Regions from separate parts of the Sus scrofa genome. Here region 2 is linked to region 1. Evidence: chromatin contacts called from public Hi-C data. All regions are on one chromosome and are shown on one strand. The core of a region is the stretch at or near the end of the contact, and the rest is flanking DNA. Distances in the headings are between cores, read along the strand shown.

Evidence for each region. A called contact is a pair of places that touch in the nucleus more often than the background predicts.
Region 2: a Hi-C map of heart right ventricle shows a contact between it and region 1, with 1.9 times the contacts expected there. The contact joins two enhancer-like sites. A contact is called at or near these places in 3 of 47 Hi-C or Micro-C datasets (epiblast stem cells, heart right ventricle and skeletal muscle).

What each region holds. Positions count from the first base shown.
Region 1 is chr4:76,911,748-76,917,623 of Sscrofa11.1, reverse strand. No RefSeq gene overlaps it. Among named protein-coding and RNA genes, the nearest start is that of SOX17, 58 kb to the right of the region's middle. Within about 2 kb of position 3,488, at least 23 of the 83 cell types and tissues checked have an H3K27ac peak or open chromatin away from gene starts, as enhancers often do.
Region 2 is chr4:76,981,089-76,986,964 of Sscrofa11.1, reverse strand. No RefSeq gene overlaps it. Among named protein-coding and RNA genes, the nearest start is that of MRPL15, 92 kb to the left of the region's middle. Within about 2 kb of position 2,249, at least 9 of the 83 cell types and tissues checked have an H3K27ac peak or open chromatin away from gene starts, as enhancers often do.

The DNA of each region.
Region 1 (5,876 bases), core at 2,239-4,738:
AGACAGACTTTTCTTTTCTTTTTTTTTTTTTTGTCTTTTTGCCTTTTCTAGGGCCGCTCCTGCGGCATATGGAGGTTCCCAGGCTAGGGGTCTAATCGGAGCTGTGGCCGTTGGCCTATGACACAGCCACAGCAACGTGAGACCCGAGCCGCGTCTGCGACCTACACCACAGCTCACGGGAACGCTGGATCCTTAACCCACTGAGCGAGTGGGTTTGAACCCGCAACCTCATGGTTCCTAGTCGGATTCATTAACCAGTGAGCCACGACAGGAACTCCGACAGACTTTTCAATAAGGATCTAGAACCCTAGTAGAGTCCGGAGCTGGGAAAGACGTGAGATCAACAGTGAGGAATAAATAAAACAGGCACTGACACGGGCATCATGGAGTCCTTGATTTTTAATCCTCACCGTAATCATGAAAGGGGGTTATTTTGATCCCCACTGGATAAGAGAGCCTACCACCGTCTGAAAGCCTCGTTGATCCTCCGGGTCCACAGTAGTAACCGATGGGCAGGTAGCTGTCATTGTTCTGTTCTGACTCCAAATCCCATCCTCATTTTTCTGCAGAACCCTTACTGCCACTTCAACCCAGAAAACAGCAGACGTGGGCTAGAAACAAATCTAAGAGCAAACAGCGGCGAGAGTGGGCCCTGGGCGGAGCAGCCGGCTGCCAGGTGGTCAGGGAGAAGGGCCCGGGGCTGGGAGGGCCGAGGAGGAAGGGGCCTGGGCGCCCGCAGGCCCGGCTCCCACGCAGCCAGCCGCCTGCGAGCAGATGCTGGGCCGGTTTCCTCCGATTCCACATCCATTGTTCTGCCTTTATTACAGGGTCTCACTGTCCATCACAGACGGAAGTGAAATTGGTCTGCAATGGTTTCCTCTCCCACAGTCTTCTTGATTGTGTATTGATAGATGGCTTTTAAATATAATATCCTTACAGACAGGAAAATTAAGCTGATCTATCCATTTAATGGCCAGCACTGGTTTTTTTCTTTTCTATTCTAACATGAGAGACAATGTCTTTGCCTCTTCAGCCCCCCAAGACTTCCTTATTGTGTCCTAGTCTAAAAAAAGGCAGCTTAATTCCCAGGGTCACATCCTCCTGGTCAGTTAGTGGGGGGGACACTCTGGGTGCTATGGGGCATGGCCTCCCTTCTCCCAGGTCTCAGGCTGCAGCCAAGTGGCCACAGGTTTATGCAGGTGGGTGGGGAGGAGCCAGACCCCTGCTTTTCCCCAGGGCTTCCCTGCTGCTCGTCTAGGACCTGGAGCTCTTTTCTCTCCACTTTTGTGTCTCCAGAAGGCCTGTCTCTTTCTGCATGTACATTTTTGCCCGTGACTTGGAAACCACATGCTGTTTCTTTTTGTTTTCTTTCTCCACAGCCCACTGGGGTCCTTCGGATACTGGACAGAGCAGGCTGATGGTTGGCTTTTGTCCCTGTCTTTCTTTGGTAGTATTATTAGTTATTTCTGTGGCCCTGGAAATGTCTGTTGAAAGTACATTCCATTTTTCTTATAAAATTTTATCCTTAAGCCAAGAAATGGAAGCATTCTAAATACCCCATCATCAGATGAATGGATAAAGAAGATGTGGTACATATATACAATGGAATATTACTCGGCTATAAAAAAGAAGGGAATTTTGCCATTTGCCACAACACGGATGGATCTTGAGGGCGTTATGCTCAATGAAATAAGTCACCGAAAGACAAATACTGTATGATATTGCTTGTATGTAGAATCTAAAAAATACAACAAACTAGTGTATGTAACATAAAAAAAGACTCACAGATACGGAGAACAAACTAATGATTACCAGTGGGGAGAGGGAAGGGTCGGGGGCAGGGGTGGGAAATTTGGGGATACAAACTATACGATAAGCTATGAAGATACATTGTACAACATGGGGAACATAGCCAGTATTTTATAATAACTATAAATGGAGTATAACCTTAAAAATTGTGCATCACTCTTTTGTACACCTGTAATTTATGGATTATTGTACATCAACTGTACATCAAAAAAAAAACCTTTATCCTTAAGATTTTCTTCCGTTCTCTCTGCTCAGATCTAAACTGTATTCAGGGGTGCTTTTCTGACACCCATGCCCGCAGTGCTTATTTTTCTTAACATCACAAATACTATTGTTAGATGATTGTTAGTTTCACTAATGTTTATGGAGGAATTTTTAGAAGCACTTTCTTAGGCTACCATCTTCTCATTCAATCTCAAATAACTCATGAGGTAGTTACTGTGCTCATGCTCCATTTGGTAGATGAGGAAACTGAGACACGCCAAATAATATGCTCTCATCTGAGGCTCGCTTGTGGTGGTGCTGGGGTCGGGCCAATCCTGTCCCCCTGGGAGGCTGAGCCACTGCCCGGGATGTTCTGCTTGGGGCTGACGGAAACTTTGAGAGTGGACTGACTGACTGGGTGGTCCAGAAAGGCCCCCTGGGCGACACCTGTTCTCATTCCCACTTTGAGAACTGCTTCCACCATTAAACAGAATTCCCTTCAATTTGTAGAAATTAAAATCAAGGAGCCAACCCATCTGAGAACTCATTTAGAAAAATTATTATCCTAAAAGCTTATATTTACCTCTTAAAAGGCATTCTTTCTTGTCCTGAAGCACCTTTTAGCCAGGATCTGGCAACCTGAGTCGTATTTGGAACCTTTGAATTGGAACAGAATTTTTACACTGTTTATCATCTTGTGAGGGTTTTAAGGGGAAAGTGTCAACATAAATTTGGAATTTCCTGACTTGTGCAGATTTGAGTTATAATCTTGACATGACTAGAAAGGAAATCTTAAAAAAATATTTTAGAGTGCTTTATTGTGGAAACGTCCCGACCATTTTCATCCCATTTTCCCAGAGAAACCTGACAGCCTGGGGAGGGAGGAGGGGGGAGGGGGGCAGAAGAACAAAACGCCGCTGGCCACATCCTTGAACTCTTTTGTGTGTTTAGAACAATGTCCAGTTAAAATCAAACAATATCGCTGCTAAATCGGTCTAAAATAGTCCTTGGTGAGGAGGGCTCCTGGAGGGGTGGCGAGCTCCAGGGTCTCTCGTAGAGGAGGGGTCAGAGTGTGACTGGGGCGGGGAGGGCTGGCAGGACGCGGCCTCCTCCCCAGGGCCAGGGCGATCGTGGGCTCCTGGACGGCCTGGGACCTCAACTCCCGCTCAAAGCAGCGCCGACCCCAGCGCTGCGCCCAAGTGGAACACAAACAAAAGCCGGGCAGGGCTGGGGCGGGCAAGGCTGCTCCGGGCGGCGAAGTCACCGAGTCTGGCTTTCTGGCCAGATTTCCTCGGGAAGGCGAGGCGTGGCCGGCGCTGGGTGTGCAGCGCCGGGGAGGGGACGCGCAGGCCGCCTTCAGACGGCAAGACCCGGCTGGCCCGCGGCCAGGGCGCCCGACGCCAGCCCCGGCTCTGGGCGGTGGGAGCGGTCGCGGCCGGTCACACAATGGCATTATCTGGGGCCAAGCGCGCTGCGGAGGCGCGCGCGGCTTCCTGCCCCCGCACCGCGGCACAGACTGTCCCGGCCCCCAGCGCCTGCGACGCGCTCCCGGGCGCTCGGTCGCCAGGCTCGGCAGGGAAACGTCTAAGCCACTCTTCCTTGGGAACTGCAGACGCTGCAATGCTGTCATCCATTGTATTTTTATCCGCGCTGGAGGCCCACGATCATGAGCCACCTGGGGAAAGGGAAGGACTTTCCAGTTTATGTCATGCAGGGATCGCTGGGGCGTCTCTGGCGGGCGGGGAGGCAGAACTACCTTCCCTGTAACGGGAGCTCTGCATACAGCGCATCATCTCATCACCAACCCGGGCTCCCCGCCCCGCTCCTGAATCCCTGAGCATCTTCTTCACCAGGAAAGCCAAGAGGCTGCGACCCAAGCAGGGAACCTGGCGAGGGTACTGGGGCGAGCTTGCTTTTAATGCCTAGTCATTACTGGCAGTGTATTTTGACTGAATTGGCTCTAAACTTTCAAACATAGCCTTTCGATTAAACTATCTTAACTTTTAAAGTCGTTAAACCCCAGTCCTACTACTGTGTCAAAAAGGACAAGAAACACTAGGTTTTGTTTGGTTGGTGTCCTTGGCTTTGGAATATTGTGATTAGATTATTAAACAACAGCCTAGGTCTTTCTAACTAGATGCCTACTGCCAGAACGTTTAAGACTCTAAGCAGCCGGCTCCCAGAAATCAGGGGTTCGATCCAACAGTTACCAGAAATGCTCTTAAACCTTCTGCTTCCGGGTCAGGAAGTTTTTGGCAGTGGGACTCTGCTCCTTGAGGAGTGTTGGGCCAGGCTGGTTTGGGGCGCTGGGGTAGCCCAGCCCTCTGCTCTGTGCTCAATGACAGTTCCCGCTCTTGCAGGGCAAAGCTGATTTCAGCAGACCTGGACGGCAGCTCCTGGTTTGCCCTCAATACCTAAACCAGCTTTGCCCCTCACTCTTACCCACGAATATCCCTCCCAGCCTTGCTTTTGTGGAAAAGAAAAAAAAAAAAAAGGCTTTTTTTGGCTTGGACTCAGCAGAATGCTGGCAAATGTTTAACAACCAGCAGCAAACCGCCCTGATCATACATTTGTCATGGCTTTCAGGGGGACGGGTCTAAAAGTGCAGAATTTTGTAAACTATAAAACCTTTGCATGGAGTTCCCTGGTAGCTCAGTGGGTTAAGGATCTGGCATTGTCACTGCTGTGGCATGGGTTTGATCCCTGGCCTGGGAACCTCCACATGCCATGGTGTGGCCAAGAAAACTCTTTGCAGCATGCAGAAAGATAAAGGGAATCCTACAAAAATGTTCAGGTACTTACTGGCCACCTTTGATAAAATCTGAACACTTTGATGTTTACCTGGGAGATTCTTTTAAAGAGAGAGTTGAGGAGAGTGCGGCTGCCTCTCCTCCCTCCTCCCCCATCCCTGCACAGGGATGGCTGCTGTCTGACCTTTGTGTTTTCCCACCTGCTGGACTCAGGTTCTCTGCGGGCTCACTGCTAGGTAAAGGCTGGCATTGATTCTGATGAGCCAGCACAAACTTTTCAATATTTTTGGGTGCCACCTTTGCCTGCATGTTTCCAGATATGTGTGTGTATGTACAATATGTAATGCTATCCTGCGTGTCTTAAAATTTGAAGATAAGTTGTGTCATAATGCATGTAACTTTTTAGATAAACTTTAGTGAGATATAGTGCACATCCACTGCAATTCATCTATTTAAAGTATATAATTCAGTTGTTTTTAATATGGTCTCATTATTGTGCAGACATCAGCATAGGTAATTGTAAGACGTTTTCATTACCTGACTCCAAAACAATCAGCAGTCACTCTCCTTAGTCCCGCCTCCTAGACCAAGGTGACCAGCAGTCTGCTTTCTTTTTTAAAAAATTTTAAAAAATCAACAACAACAACAACAAAAAGACAAAAAGACAAAAAAAATTTTTAAAAATCACTCAATGAATTTTATTACATTTAGAGTCGTACAGTGATGATCAGCACCCAATTTTATAGCATTCCCATCCCAAACCGTCAGTACAACCCCCACACCCAAACCTGTCTCATTTGGAAACCATAAGTTTTTCCAAGTCTGTGAGTCAGTATCTGTTCTGCAAAGAAGTTCATTGTGTCCTTCATTTATTTATTTATTATTTTATTGTCTTTTGTCTTTATAGGGCCACACCCTTGGCATATGGAGATTCCCAGGCTAGGGATCTAATCAGAATTATTGCTGCCGGCCTATACCACAGCCACAGCAACATCAGATCCCAGCTGCATCTGCTACTTACACCATAGCTCACGGCTACGCCGGATCCTTAACCCACTAAGTGAGGCCAAGGATGGAACTGGCAATGTCATGGTTCCTAGTTGGATTTGTTTC
Region 2 (5,876 bases), core at 1,000-3,499, 71 kb before region 1:
ATTGAACTTATTATTTCTAAAAGTGTATATGTAAATCCCTTTGGATTTTCTTCAGCCAAAGTCATTATTTATAAATGAGATCGGTATTTCCTACTTCCATTACATACACAATTTACTTTTTTTCCTTGCCTTGCCATCTAGGTTAGACCACCATTACTGTGGAAGTAGTGAGAGCAGGCATCTTTGTCTTGTTCCAGTGCCGGAAGGCAAGCTTTCAACATTTCGCCACCACGTCTGGTGTTTGCTGAAGGGTTTTTGTCAGTACCTTTTGGTTGGTGAAGGAAATTCTTCTCTATTTTTAGTTTGCAAAGAGTTTTTAATCAAAAATGAATGTTGCATGTCTTCAGCTGCTTTTTCTCTGTATGTATTGAGATGTTCATATGATTTTTCTTCTTTATTCGGTTAACTTAATCATTAATTACTTAATTTAGTGAGTACCTGGTTGACTAATTGATTTTTTTTTTTTTTTTCTGTTTTGGCTGACCCGAGGCATATGGAATTCCCCGGCTAGGAATCAGATCCGAGCCATAGTTGCCACCTAAGCCAAAGCTGCGGCAATGCTGGATCCTTAACCCACTGTACTGGGCTGGAGGTTGAACCTGCGTCCTGGTGCTCCCAGCACACCACTGATCCTGTTGTGCCACAGTAGGAACTCCAACTAACTAATTTTTGAATATTGAACAAACCTTGCATTCATGGGCCATTCTTTGTGAAATGTAGAGTATTATCTTTTCTCCACGTTGTTGGGATGAAAGTATTAGTATTTGGTATGGAAAGGTATGAGTGAGATGGATCCATAATTTTTCTACTTTTAATAATGTCTCTGTCATTTTTTTTTGGAATCGAAGTTATACCCGCTTCCCAAAAGAGAGTTAGGCTAATGAAAGAGTTTACATTTCTAATTTTTTAAGATATGAAAGGGCACAATTCAAAACCTTTTCATGTCTCTCTGAAAAGTTTGCTAGTGTTGCATAGAAAGGCAAAGCAAATTTTTGTTTTTCTTTTTTACATCACACCTTAAGAAGTCATGGCTGACTGTGTCTGCCTATGAAATAGCCTCTTAGGGAAGCTCTGAAATCCTCAGAAAAAAGAGATCTGCCAAACTCCTAATGCCAGGGTCCTAGGCTGCCCTGTAAAGCTCAGGTCTAGTGATGAGAGCAGGTCGAATAACCCGTTATTGCTAGTGGAAGACTCTAGCAGGGCACAAACCCTGGGGAAGATGTCAGCCTAATTTAGTATTTTTCTCTCCCTTGGTCAGGACTGAATACAGATGTATTAGATGCCTCAACATTGATCTTTCTTTAAAAAAATTATGGTGAAATGTGCATAACGTAAAATTTGCTGTCCTGGCCATTTTTAGGTGTATAGTGCGTGGTGTTCAGAGTTTGTGCAACCATCACCATCATCCATCCCCAGACGCTTTCATCTTCCCAGAGGGAAACTCTGTCCCCATTAAGTACGGACTCCCATTCCCTCCTCACCAGCCCCTGGCAAGCACCACTCACCTTTGTGACTCGACTCTAGGGACCTTGTTGAAGTGGAATCATTCAGTATTTGTCCTCACGAGTGGCCATTTTCCTTGGCATTTTGTCCACAAAGGTTCACTGCGTTGTACCATGGGTCAGGACGTTCTTCCTTTGAAGGCTGAGTAATATTCCCTTGTGGGTATAAACAACATTTGTTTATCCGGCCATGCAGCCTCGGCTTGTGGTTGCTTCCACCGTTTGCCTGTTGTGAATCATGCTAGAATATAGGTGTGTAAACACCTCTCTGAATCCCCGCTTTCGGTTGTTTGGGGTATATATCAATATTCTTTCTTCAGTGTAGAAAAAATTATATTCAGTTTAGTTCAACCCACTCACTGCAGACTTTTGTACTTTACCATGGCAAGTCAGTGAAAAATAGAGCAGATTCTGGCTGGTGGAGGGATTCAAGTTTGAAGAAGACACATTACTCAAAATAATAATAATAGTTCATGCTACTGTTTAATCATAACGCCAGTTTTCCATTAATGACTTGTAGCATCTTGGGAAATGGGTCCAACAATAGCATGCATTCGGAATTCTCATTTTTCTCATTTTTTTTTTTTTTTTTTTTACTGTAGCCAAAAAAATAAAAGTGGGAGCTGTGGAGTCAGATACTGTGGAGAAGGAATACGGTTCTTGCTTTTTTTGCTGTGTTACCCGAAGCCATTGACTGCCCTCTCTGTGGTGCGGGCTTGATGCTGCGGCATTGATGTGTTGTGGGGCCATTGTGGGATCTGGGACGGGCTTGCACAGGTGACCTCAGAGGGAACAACGTGGTGGCTGCCACACTCCCCTCTCCCCAGGCTCCTGAGCTGGGGCTCCACCCCACCCCCACCCCCTTGGAGCAGCACCCCCCCCCCACTCACGGCCTGGCTGGGGGTGGAGAGCCCAGCACTTTCAGTATCAGCCCTCCACAAGGGTTGTTATTTTTCCTGTCATGTTTGTTGGGGTCCAGCTCAAGTTTGTTTTTCTTGCAGAAAGGCAGGAAGGCCAATTTGGAACACACACAACTCACATGTCATCGGGGGTGGCTCGCCCAGCGCCTGGCATTGGCTCCCTGACAGTTAAAAGGCGCAGGGCGGCCAGCCCAGGGCCAGCCCCGGGAACAAGGAAAAGGAGGGAGAAGGCGAGATGCTTATCTGCCCAGGCCTGGGGGGCGGGGGCCCATTCTTCTCCCTCCGCTGCTCCTCCCGGGGGACCCCTGGCCTCAGCGACAAGCCTCCGGCCCCAGGCCCGCGGCTGGGCGCCTCCACGCTCTGTCCACCCCTTCCTCTTACTGAATGCGTGAGGAAGCAGCCGCCCTGAGGAGGGAAAGTCTGCATCAGCAGAGATCCAGGCTGCAGCCTTGAGGGAGGCAGAAGCAGGAAGAGGGAGAGAGCATTTTCCATTTTGGACCCAAGACAATTGTGCGGTTATTGGAGAAGAGTGCGGTGTTTTTCCACCCTGGCTTGAGGGGTGTTGGGAGTTTCCTTACAGAAGCTTTCAGTGGTTTAGATGTTAGGGTGTCGGATGAAATGATGCTCTCCAGTGTGTGTGGAGGCTGATGGGTGCCATGTGGTGAAGTGGGAAATTAAATTAAAATATACACAAACAGGAGTTCCCATCATGGCTCAGTGGTAAGGAACCCAACTAGTATCCATGAGAACTCGGGTTCAATCCCCGGCCTCCCTCAGTGAGGTAAAGGATTGCCGGCAAAGAATCCGGTGTTGCCATGAGCTGTGGTGTAGGTTGCAGACGAGGCTCGGATCCCACATTGCTGTGGCTGTGGTGTAGGCCAGCAGCTGTAGCTCCGATTCAGCCCTCTAGCCTGGGAACCTCTGTATGCTGTAGGTACGGCCCCAAAAAGATAAAAACAAAGCTAAAGCAAAAACCATAAACAATAACATTTCTTAAATATATTCTGATCTTGGTAACTAAAGTTTCCTCAGTCAATTTATTAATGAAAATTTGGGGGATTCAGTGTTGCCTTGAAGGTATTTAGTCCCTGGAAGCATTATTGTTCTCATCTGTAAAACTGAGGTGGTAGGTAGGATTTGCTTTGCAAGGTTTAGAAAGGATTCAGAGATGGTACTTAGGGCATAATTTCTAACACCTAATGGCCTCCACCAAAATGACAGCTGTTATTGTGATTCCTACCTGTGCTCATCATTTTTTTTTTTTTTAAATGCTAATGGTTAGAGTTAGAAGAGAAGCTGGAACCATGGTTTTAGAGGATCTTCTTTGTGTTGACGTTTCTGTTTAGATGGGTTCCCCACTGTCCTTTAAGAAAGACATTTCACGTGCTTATCAAGCCCTTTGAAAATCCTTCGCCGCCTGTGGTGGATCAGGGGTCCAAAGAGGCCCAGCACGTCCCCCGCCCCCTCCCCATGGGCTCTTGTTTGGTGTCATGGCCACTCGTCGGGGTGGTGTACTTTCTCATCCCCCAGAATCTGGGCTGGCCCTGGGCCTTCGTGGACTGTGTGGAAGTTGTGGTCAGGGGCTGCAATGCCAGGTGTGAAGGAGGAAGGACGGCTTCTGTCTTTCTGTTCCTGGACGTCTGGAAGGTGCAGTCTGGCTCCTGGGGAGATCGAGGGGCCCAGAGAGGGACAGGGCCTGAAACTGTATAGAAAGGGAAACTCGGCATTTCACATCCAGCTGAGCCTGGACGCTGGGGAACCTGCCAGGCACATGTACCCAGGTCTGTGGCAGGACCACAAAGACTAGCAGAAGAAACCACCAGCCCATCCCCGGCTGCAGGATCAAGAGCAACTAAATGGTGACTATTTCAAGCTACTAAGTTGTGGAGTTTGTTTTTGTCATTTTGGGGCTGCACCTGCTGCATATGGAGGTTCCCAGGCTAGGGGTCAAGTTGGAGCTGCAGCCACTGGCCTACACCACAGCTCATCGCAACACCGGATTCTTAACCCACTGAGCGAGGCCAGGGATCGAACCTGCATCCTCACAGATACTGGTCAGATTCGTTTTCTCTGAGCCATGACAAGAACTCCTTTGGTGTGGTTTGTGATGTACACTGGATTATCAAAACATTGGGTCAACTAATGTTGAATCTCAGTTGCATTATTTTCAAATGTTGAGCGAGAATGGTTTTTGACTCATACAACTTGAGTTCCTAAGTATGATCTTGTGAAGACTGTATACTTGACGATTTTGTATTTTTCTAGATATACCAACTAGATCATTCTCCTGTTATAATTCTCCATTTCTTCTTCCTGGTCACTTTACCTTAAAATACAAGGTATTTTCAAAGTGTTGGTCTCGGTTGATCATAGTGAATATTAGTCATACTGAGAATTTTTAATGATTATTTCCTTCATTTAAATTGACGGGATTATCTTTAAACTCTCAAAGTAGAAGATGAAATTGCTGTGTAATTTTTCTGCAGAAGGTAGAAGTGAATTTGAATTATTAATTTAGTAAATGGTGCATTTTTAATTTTGATGAAAATATTCACGATAAAAAGAAAATAAAGGTTAAAAAATCATCTGAGAGTATTTTGAGCGCCCAAGAAGCAAAACAAATATAAATGCAACATAAAATAGAGTTATCATTGTTTTCCTCTTTGTTTTATTTTTTGTGCTTGTGGTAAAATGTACGTAAAATTTACCATCTTAGCCAGTTTTAATACTGGCTTTATAAAATGAGTTTAAACCCTTACTGGTTTTTGACCTTGATGGAGTATTCCTTTTTCTTTTTTTTTTTTTTTTTCTTTTTGCCTTTTCTAGGGCCGCACCTGTGGCATATGGAGGTTCCCAGGCTAGGGGTCTACTCGGAGCTGTAACCGCCGGCCTACACCACAGCCAGAGCAACGCCAGATCCAAGCCAAGTCTGTGACCTACACCACAGCTCACGGCAATGCCAGTTCCTTAAGCCACTGAGCAAGGGCAGGGATCAAACCCACAACCTCATGGTTCCTTGTTGGATTCGTTAACCACTGCACTACGACGGGAACTCCAGTATTCCTTTTAAAAAAAAAAAAATAATTTTCCCTTTCTAAGTCCAGAAATGCCATTTAACTTAACTCACAGTTTACAGAATTTTTCTTTATATTTATGAATTAGTTTCCATTTCATTTGTGGACAATCTATTTACTTCCTCTTAGTTCTTATTAAATCATGATTCATCTCTCAATTTTAATTAGTTTCCTTCTCTCCTGTAAAAAGTTGATTGTGAAATTGAGACTCTTGATACAGTGGGAGATAATAGGTGAAACTTATGGAAAGCCCTAAAAAGCAAAAAAAAAAAAAAAAAAAAAAGTTATGGAAAGACTTGTCTGTGGCAGTGACAGTGAAGTTCACTATCCCTCAAACCATCACTTTAGCAAATTCTCCTTTTCATCTTGGAGAAGGGGGG